Regions from separate parts of the Macaca mulatta genome. Here region 1 is linked to region 2. Evidence: chromatin contacts called from public Micro-C data. All regions are on one chromosome and are shown on one strand. The core of a region is the stretch at or near the end of the contact, and the rest is flanking DNA. Distances in the headings are between cores, read along the strand shown.

Region 1 (4,665 bases), core at 1,428-3,927, 250 kb after region 2:
TCATGCTACTAAGACCCATTTGTGTTATTTTTGTGAAACTGGATATGCTGATCAAATCAACACCGGAAACAGAAAACTGCTTTCCTTACTCTTAATACCCTAAGTAAGTTTATGGACTTTAGAATTTAGCATTTGATGAAGAAATTGTTTCGTTTCAGGAACACATTTTGATCCTCAGTTTTGTCAGATGTACACAGGGCCTTAGTTCTCAGAGAACCCTCGATTGTTAACTTTTTAACTCCAGCTGACAAAATGTGTTTGTGTTCTAAACAGTATACATGTTTCTTCTAGTGTTTAAGAATCATACTCCATTCATCACCTGAGGTCAAGAGTTCCAGACCAGCCTGGCCAACATGGTGAAATCCCGTCTCTACTAAAATTACAAAAATTAGTGGGGCGTGGTGGTACACGCCTGTAATCCCAGCTACTCGAAAGGCTGAGGCAGGAGAATCGCTTGAACCCAGGAGGTGGAGGTTGCAGTGAGTCGAGATCATGCCACTTCACTCCAGCCTGGGCAAAAGAGCAAAACTCCGTTTCAAAAAAAAAAAAAAAAAATCATACTCCATTCCAATTGTGATGTCCCCTTTTAAAGTTTCAGTTTCAGTGTTAGGGTAGGCAGAGAAGGCCTGGAAGCAAAGAAGTTGTGGAAATGGGGCTGGCAGCACTTCACTTCAAGTCAAGTCGAGTTGCTGAGCGGTGTCTGAGTACCATTGTGAGAAGGCATACAGAAAAAGATTTCAAGGTGGTAAAACTTGGTTTTGAGGAAACTTGGTTTTTACAGGAGATTAGCGACTGTCCAAAATCATATTAAATAAATCTAAAGGTTGGGTAAGACTAAAGCCACAACATAATTTTTTTGAGTAGGTCCACCTTCACTTACGAGCATTTTTTAGTTCTGCAGCTGGCAATCTGGGTAGAAAAAATGGGGTAAGTTTTCATCACCCAAGTGCTCAGTTGTGTCTGTTCATTACATATAAAAAAGAAATGCATGACCATTTACAGATGCTGTTTGCAGTCAAGATAGCAGTAAAACATAAGCATGATAAAAATCTCAGCGTCTTGAAAGGAAACCATTTAGCAACGAAATAAACTTAAAAATTCATTGTATCAATGAACTGTTGATTTCTAAAATCTTTGCTTTTTCTGCACTATGATTATTGCTACTGATAGGAACGCAAGTTACTCAATATAGTTGATTGCAAATAATTTAGATGTGCTCCAACAGCACAAAAAAAGAAAATGACTTCATCTTTTGGACACGAGACAGTTCCGAAATCCTAGTTTAAATATAGATGGCAGACCTGGTGAGATCTGAGAATGATTCTTATTTAGAAGGCGCTTCAGAAGATCTCGGAACTCCTGGAAAGACATCTTAGCATTCCATTCTGGAAATTCTTTAGTTTTGTTGGGACAAAAAATCCCTTACAAATAGAGCCAAGATTTTAATTAAAACAAGGTAGTAAATAAATGTCAAAATAAATGGGATGGGAATAATGTTTCATTTTTTAGAAGAGTCCATGGGGGCCAATTCAGAGAGAAATTTGATCACAAAAGGTCTGAGAATGGGAATATTCGGTTCCACCCTGGTTTTCACATGTGTTTTCACTACTGGTTGCGTTTCCTACGGAGACTCGGGTGGAACATGAAAGTGGGGCTACTTTGGACAAACCATTAAAAACCTTATCCTTTTTTCTCGCTACACACAACTAGACCACACTGCTCTTAGCTAAAGGGACACCTTAAATCTATTCTTTGAGCAAAACTTGTAACACCGTGTCCCTCTTTTACTCAGAGGGAATCCCACAAATTAATTCTTGCAGATACTCAGCTCTCCTGGTTTTTAAGCTTCCACGTAGGTCTTGCTTAGCCAAATAACTTCTGGTAGGCAAATTCTCCCCTTCTTCAGTTGAGAGCTCAGAGCAAGCTGTTGGATTAGGCAAAAGCACCTTTGAAAAAATTAATATTCAAGACAGCTGTACCGCGGAAGGCCTGGGTCTCCGAGTCTAAAAAATCAGACTGGACGTTGCTATTTTTTTTTAGGCAAACGACAGCTCGTTTCTCGTTTGTAAAACCGGGGGAACATCTTATCGAATAAACCTTACACAAATAGAAAGGATTCCTAAGGGCTGGGAAAATACTGTTTTGCTGTCCCCAGGATGGAATATCAGCATCCTTGTCTTTTAGCTCTTAATAAAGCTCTAAGTAGTCACAGGAGGAGCCAGGCTGCATGATCACGCACACTCTGGATGTCTAGGTTTTCAGACCTAACAAGGGGGCAGTTCGCGTGGTTCCCCTGCTTAGATTAGAGACCACCTCCACCTGCCAAGGGCCCTTCAAACCCTCCGCCCCTAGGTCGCTAACGATCCCTGCTTTAGTTCTAGCTCCAGGCGCCGCCTGGCGGCTGTTTCCGGATGTCGCCTGCGAGCCTCGGGGTCCTGATGGCTGCTGGGCCTGCCCGTAGATTTGCCTGACTCTAGAGAACCTGGCTCCGCCCCTCCCCCACTATACTTTAAGGATTTTAAGACGGCGATGAAAGGGCTGAAGTTGTGGCGACTGGGCGTCCAGCGGCATCTCCACTCCCCCAAGGATGGCGGAGTCAGGCCGTCGTCGGGCAGCTCTCGACCCGGAAGTCGCCAGCGGCGCGAGGCCCCGGTTGCCGAGCGCGGGCGCGGGGGGCGGAGCTCGGCGGAGACCGGGAAGGGGTCGCCGCGGCTCCCGCTCCTCGAGTTGGGGGCTCCCTCGGACGCTGCTAGGCAGACGGCGAGTACCGAAGGCGGGTGGCCGCGGTGTCCCTGGGCCACGCTCAGCTGCGGTCAGAGGCGACATGAGTGCCGCGGGGCTGCTGGCCCCGGCCCCGGCCCAGGCTGGAGCGCCGCCGGCCCCCGAGTACTACCCCGAGGAGGACGAAGAGCTGGAGAGCGCCGAGGACGACGAGCGCAGCTGTCGGGGCCGCGAGTCGGACGAAGGTGAGTCCTGCAGCTCTCCCGGCGGCCGGGAGCGGAGGTGGGACCGCTAGGGAGGGGGTGGGGCTGCTTGGGAGAGGGGCGGGGCGGCCTCTGGGGCCTGGGGCTGCGTGGAGGGGCCGCCGGGAGTTGCGGGACTCGGGGAAGTTACTCCCCTTCGCGCTGGAGTAGCGGGGAAGCCCTGGGTACGTTACACTTGACTGTGATGGGGAGAGGGGACTCACACGTTGTCACGCTGGGGGTCCCTTTAAGACCCCGTCCTCCCTCCCAGCTGTCTCTGATTGAACCTCACATCTTCACTAGTAGGAATGAGAAACTCATTTACTGAATGCACCGAGTGTAGTTCCCCCGTTTTTTGTGTCTGAGAGCATCAGAGTCCAAAGTTGCCCCTCCCCACCCCCGAAATGCGTGTCAGCTATGCTTTAGGTAGGACAGTATTGATAACTCAGGTTGGTTAAAGGAAAGGGACCTGGAACCAGCCAGATACAGGTTTAAATTTGGCTCTGTCACTTAACTCAGCTTTGTAAACTAAAGTTTTCCAGCCTCGATTTACCCAGCTGTAATGAAGCTGTTTAATTCCCACACCTGACCTAGAAAGCACTTCCTAGGGTCGGTATAGGGATTAAATGACATGCGCATAAAGTACTTGGCCTGGTACAGTAAATACTCAGTAAATGTTCTCCCCACCCGCCCCCCTCCCGGAAACAGGTAAGAGAGGGAGGGGTTTGCTTAATGGTCCCCAGGTGGTGTGTTTTCAGTCCCATGCTCTTTACACTGTCATCACAGCGTCTCAGAGCCTTGCTTTTCAAACTGAGCTTTATAATTTGGCAAGTGTGAGGACGCTATTTTGGAGGGATGGAGGAGGAGGAAGGTGATGAAATATGAAAGATCAAGGGAGAAGAAAGAGGAGATAAAGAGAGATCTATATGTGAATGGAATATTCTGGGACAAAATCGGGCCGTGGAGCAAAAGCTAGACCAGCTGTTTGGAAAGGTGCATACGTTTTATTCATCTGAATTTCCCGAGTGCCAAGTAATGTGGCTGACCATGACAGGAACTCAGGGAAGGCCTCTTAACTGAAGGAGGGGAGAAGGGTTTGTGGGGAATTGGATCTGCAACAGCCTTACAAAAGACAGCTGCATATGCATGACATGGAAAGTTGAAGGACTGCATTCGGTTTAACTCCATCCGAAGACAAGGCTTAACCAGAGATTTTGAATGTGAAGCACTTGCGCTGCATCTCATCCCCACGAGGGGGCGCGGTGGAGCCAAAATTGAGGGTTTTTTTTTCCTTGCAGTATAGGGGCTGTTAAAAATTTGTAGACACCCCAGCCATTAATGCTTGTTCTAAGAGCAATGTTTAAGATGTTTTGAAACAATTTTCGTTTGATCATCTGGCCTCCTCCTTGTTCCCTTTAGTTGTAACTTGGAAAATATTTGTGTCAGATTACCTTTTTTATTGTATACAGTTGGCGCTCCATGTCTGTGAATTCTACATCTGTGAATTCAACCAAGCGCAGCTCAAAAATATTCCGGAAAAAATTGAATCCGTACTGAACATGTGCAGACTTTTTTTGTTATTCCTAAACAGTGTAGTGTAACAACTACTTACATAGTATTTACATTTTATTGGATATTGTAAGTAACCTTTTTTTTTTTTTTTTTTGAGGTGGAGTCTCACTCTATCACCCAGGCTGGTGTG
Region 2 (5,060 bases), core at 1,801-4,300:
AGTGACCATGGCCTGTGGCCCAGCCCTCAAGAGACCCAGAGAACATGTGCCCGAGGTGGTTGGACACAGCTGGGATTTATACATTTCAGGGAGACATGAGACAGCAATTAAATACATTTAAGATATACATTGGGGCTAGCTGTGGTGGCTCACATCTGTAATCCCAGCACTTTGGGAAGCGGAGGCCAGTGGATCACTTGAGCTCAGGAGTTCGAGACCAGCCTGGGCAACGTGGCAAAACCCTGTCTCTACTAAAAATACAAAACATAGCCAGGTGTGGTGGCACACACCTGTGGGAAGTGGGAGGATCGCTGGAGCTGGGAAGTTGAGGCTGCAGTGAGCCGTGATTGCACCACTGCATTCCAGCCTGGGTGACAGAGCGAGACCCTGTCTCAAAAAAAAAAAAAAAAAAAAAAATACATTGGTTCAGAAAGGTAGGATAACTTGAAGTGGGAGGGCTTTCAGGTTATAGGTAGATTTTTAAATTTTCTGATTCACAATTGGTTAAAAGAGTTATTATCAATAGAAAGGAACGTCTGGGTTATGATAAGGGGTTGTGGAGAACCCTCCCCCAAAAATCCTCCAAATAGCAGGCTTCAGAGAATATATTGTAAACATTTCTTTCTTTTTTCTTTTTTTTTCTTTTTTTTTTTTTTTTTTGAGACAGAGTCTACCTCTGTCACCCAGGCTGGAGTGCAGTGGTGCAATCTTGGCTCACTGCAACCTCCACCTCCCAGGTTCAAGTGATTCTCCTGCTTCAGCCTCCTGAGTAGCTGGGATTATAGGTGTGTGCCATCACGCCTGGCTAATTTTTATATTTTTAGTAGAGATGGGGTTTCACCATGTTGTGCCACTGCATCCCAGCCTGGGCGACAGAGCAAGACTCTGTCTCAAAACAAACAAAAAATAACGTGTGTATTTTTTGACCTAATTAAGAAAAGCTCCCATGTAATAAAACTTTCCAAAAACAGTCTTTCAAGTTTTTAAAGATATATGTATAAGGAGGTTCACTTCAGTGATATTTGTAAAAGGAAAACAATGAACAAAACAGAGTACATCAAGAGGCTTGTTGAATAAATGATGGTTGAATAAATGATGGTGCATTAAAATGTTGAAGACTTTTTTGTTTTGTTTTGTTTTTGTAGAGACAGGGTCTCACTCTGTCCCCCAGGTTGGAGTGCAGTGGCACAATCACGGCTCACTGCAGCCTCAAACTCCCAGGCTCAGGTGAGCCTCCTGCCTCAACTTTGGTAGTAGCTGTGATTACTGGCACATCCCTCCATACCGGGCTAATTTTTGTATTTTTTTGTAGAGATGGGGTTTCACCATGTTGTCCTGGATCACGAGGTCAGGAGTTTGAGACCAGCCTGGCCAACATGGTGAAACTCTGTCTCTACCAAAAATACAAAAATTAGCTGGGCGCGGTGGCGCATGCCTGTAGTCCCATCCACTTGGGAGGCCGAGACAGGAGAATTGCCTGAACCCGGGAGGCGGAGCTTGCAGTGAGCCGAGATGCGGCCACTGCACTCCAGCCTGGGTGACAGAGCGAGACTCCGTCTCAAAAAACAAAGAAAAAAATAGTGCTCATCATATTCAGCAAAAAGCAAAAAGCAAAAAGCAAGCAGTTGGTGGTCACAGTAAGAGCAGTTTTGGTATGAATAAATACGGTTTAAAAATGTTTTTTTTTAAAAAAAAACAAAACCCAAACATTTCTCAGGACTTTTGTGAGGACGAATTTTGAGTGGAGAAAACGGACAAATACATTTCCCCATATATTTAAATGCTCAAAAGTTCACTCAGGTGCTCTCACCAGGCAATTACCATGACAAGTGATCTTGTGTGAAAATACAGAGAATCTGGCTCGTTTTAAGAAGTACAAGAGAAAAGCAAGGCCTTACAGTTTCTGAATTTGGTGTGTGTGTGTATGTGTGTGTGTGTGAAGATGTGGTCTCACTCTGAAGCGCAGACAGGAGTGCAGTGGCAAGATCGTAGCTCACCGTGGCCTCAAACTCCTGGATTCAAGAAGTGATCGGCCGGGCGCTGTGGCCCACGCCTGTAATCCCAGCACTTTGGGAGGCCGAGGCGGGCGGATCACGAGGTCAGGAGATCCAGACCATCCTGGCTAACATGGTGAAACCACGTCTCTACTGAAAATACAAAAAATTAGCCGAGCGTGGTGGCGGGCGCCTGTAGTCCCAGCTACTCGGGAGGCTGAGGCAGGAGAATGGTGTGAACCCGGGAGGCGGAGCTTGCAATGAGCCGAGATCGTGCCACTGCACTCCAGCCTGGGCAACAGAGCAAGACTCCATCTCAGAAAAAAAAAAAAAAAAAAAGTGATTCTCCCGCCCCAGACACCGGAGTAGCTAGGACTACAGGCATGCACCACTATGTCTAGCTTTTTTTTTTTTTTTTTTTAGTTTTCTGTAAAGATGGGGTCTTGCTATGTTGTCCAGGATGGTCTCAAACTCCTGGGCTCAAGCGATCCTCCTGCTTTGGCCTCCCAACGTGCTGGCGATATAGGTATGAGCCAGGCCACATTGCTGAACTTGGAAAGTGGAGCAAAGAATCATACAAAAAATTAAGAAAACCAAAACGAAACCAAGGCGAACTCAATTGCATTTTTTTTTTTTTTCAGCGCGACACTTTGTAAGGCACGAACCTCTCTCTTAGGCGGACCTATTCCAGGGCGCCCTTTATTTTCATTTCTTGAAACAACAGCCTCGCAGGCCAAGCCGCGGTTCCCGAGAACTCGGCTGCCACCCGGAGCAGGTTGCATGGACCCAGGAGCGCGAGCGGCCCTGCTCTGCCAGCTTCGGCCAATCAGAGGCCAGGCAGCGGTGGGCGTGGCGTGGGGCGGTGCGCGGGGCGGGCGGTGGCTGGGGCGCGTGCTCTCGCTTGGTCGCTGGGTCTGCGCCTTCCCGGGTCAGTGCGCTGAGGCCTCCGTGTCGCCGCTGCCGCCTGCGCTTAGGCTGCCGCTGCCGCCGCCGCCGCCGCCGCCCGCGCCTAGCCTGCCGCGGCACGCCCGGCTGCACGCTTTGCTTGGCCTCGCCATGCCGGTGGACCTCAGCAAGTGGTCCGGGCCCTTGAGCCTGCAAGAAGTGGACGAGCAGCCGCAGCACCCGCTGCATGTCACCTACGCCGGGGCGGCGTTGGACGAGCTGGGCAAAGTGCTGACGCCCACTCAGGTACACCGGGCGGCGGGCGTGCAGCAAGCGGCCCGGCGCGGAGGCCTGTGCCGGCCGCCTGGGTGGGACCCAGCGGAAATAGGGCCAGGGGCGGTGGGGAGGTTCAGCCTGCGTGTGTCGAGGCCCCCCAGGACAGAGGTACCGGGGTCCGTGTCCCATGCCTGGAGGCCACCTCGAGCACCGGGAACCTGGCCTGTGGCGTGGCCAGGCAGGTTCGGCCTGCAGCAGAAATTCATTCACTTTTCCCGGGCTTCGGGCCCAAGAGGGGCCTAGGTCCGGAAACAGGCCGGATCCCCCTCTCCCTCAACGGGGCAGGGCGCTGAAGAGGGACGTCCCCGAGACGGAGTAGACTGTGGCCGTTCGGACGCCCCCGCCCCCAGAGCTTCCCCTAGGGCGTCAGCATTTTAGGCCTCGTTTTGGAGGGCTGAGAGCCTGTGACGCATTATGTAACTGGCGATGAGCGCGCCGGCCGATTTCTCTTTTGTTAAATCGGTCGACAGCGTGCAGCCGGAACGCTGGAGGGCGACGGTTTAGTTTTGCTGTTTGACCTCCCACGCCCACGGGGCTGGGGCTGCTGAAAGTGAAGAAACTAGATTTGCAGACGCCACTGCTAGTTGGTTATGAAGCTCCGGGCAACAGTGTTAAATAAACTGTCCCGACCTTACATTGTTTTTGATGTTCACAGAATTTAAATTTTTTGGATGTTTACATATGAAGTGGCCATCTAACATAGCCTCCCTTTCCCTGCCCCCGTCTCACCACCTTGGCTTTCTCCTTTTCTTTGCACTTTGAAACGTTAATGCAGATTTCACTTTAGCAGGCCCCAGGTAGCCTCGTGATCACCAAATCCAGAAACCCTGTGATTCCGGACAGACGATGTAAGGGTGTCCTTGGGAGGGGGACTCAGTGCCAAGGTTGGAATCCCAGCCTCATCTGTTTCTGTTAATAGTGTGCTGGGACACTAGCCCCGTGGTGTTGTTGGGACTGAAATAATACACAGCCTGGGCAACGTAGTAAGACCCCAACTCTAAAAAAAAAATGGCCAGGCGTGATGGTGTGAGCCTGTAGTTCCCAGCTACTCAGGAGGCTGAGGTGGGAGGATCGATTGAGCCCTCCCTGGAGGTTGAGGCTACAGTGAGCCTTGATAGCGTCACTACACTGCGGCCTGGGGGACAGAAGGAGACCTGGTCTCAAAATAAATAAATAAGATAAATGATGTATATAAAACTCCAGCTCCTGGCTCTTACAGTCAATACAGGGTCATTGATTTTATTAAAAATCTATTCCGTTTTGTCTTTGAAGAGTCTGAGATCAAAGAAAGAGTATCGGTTTCTTCAGGATTTCTCTTTTTTTTCGAGACAGAGTCTCACTCGGTCGCCCAGTCTGGAGTGCAGTGGGGTGAGCTTGGCTCACTGCAGCCTCTGCCTCCCCAGCTCAAGCGATCCTCCCACCACCTCGGCCTCCCGAGTAGCTGGGATTACAGGTGCCCGCCACCACGCCCAGCTAATTTTTGAATTTTTAGTAGAGACGGGTTTCACCGTGTTGGCCAGGCTGGTCTCAAACCCCTGACCTCAAGTGATCCTCTCTTCTGGGCCTCCCAAAGTGCTGGGATTACAGGCGTGAGCCACCACACCCAGCCAGTTTCTTCAGCATTTCTGACTTTTTTACTCCAAACTGATTCCTTCATACAGGTTAAGAATAGACCCACCAGCATTTCTTGGGATGGTCTTGATTCAGGGAAGCTCTACACCTTGGTCCTGACAGACCCGGATGCTCCCAGCAGGAAGGATCCCAAATACAGGTGAGAGTTGGGAAAGACGAGGAAGAGCAGGTCATGCAGGCATGACTTATCGGGTGTAAGTTCCTTGCTGGACA

The links. Hi-C and Micro-C count contacts between places; a contact is called where the count stands out from the background.
Region 1: a Micro-C map of CD4 T cells shows a contact between it and region 2, with 16 times the contacts expected there. The contact joins the promoter of SUDS3 here to the promoter of PEBP1 in region 2. A contact is called at or near these places in 2 of 14 Hi-C or Micro-C datasets (CD4 T cells and liver).

What each region holds. Positions count from the first base shown.
Region 1 is chr11:125,664,605-125,669,269 of T2T-MMU8v2.0, forward strand. It overlaps SUDS3 (SDS3 homolog, SIN3A corepressor complex component), which reads left to right and starts at 2,678. Exons shown (of 11, transcript XM_077955367.1): 1 at 2,678-2,966. The coding sequence starts at 2,825. It overlaps LOC144333143 (a long non-coding RNA gene), which reads right to left. Exons shown (of 2, transcript XR_013401542.1): 2 at 2,652-4,645.
Region 2 is chr11:125,411,023-125,416,082 of T2T-MMU8v2.0, forward strand. It overlaps PEBP1 (phosphatidylethanolamine binding protein 1), which reads left to right and starts at 3,051. Exons shown (of 4, transcript NM_001246199.1): 1 at 3,051-3,185; 2 at 4,877-4,986. The coding sequence starts at 3,051.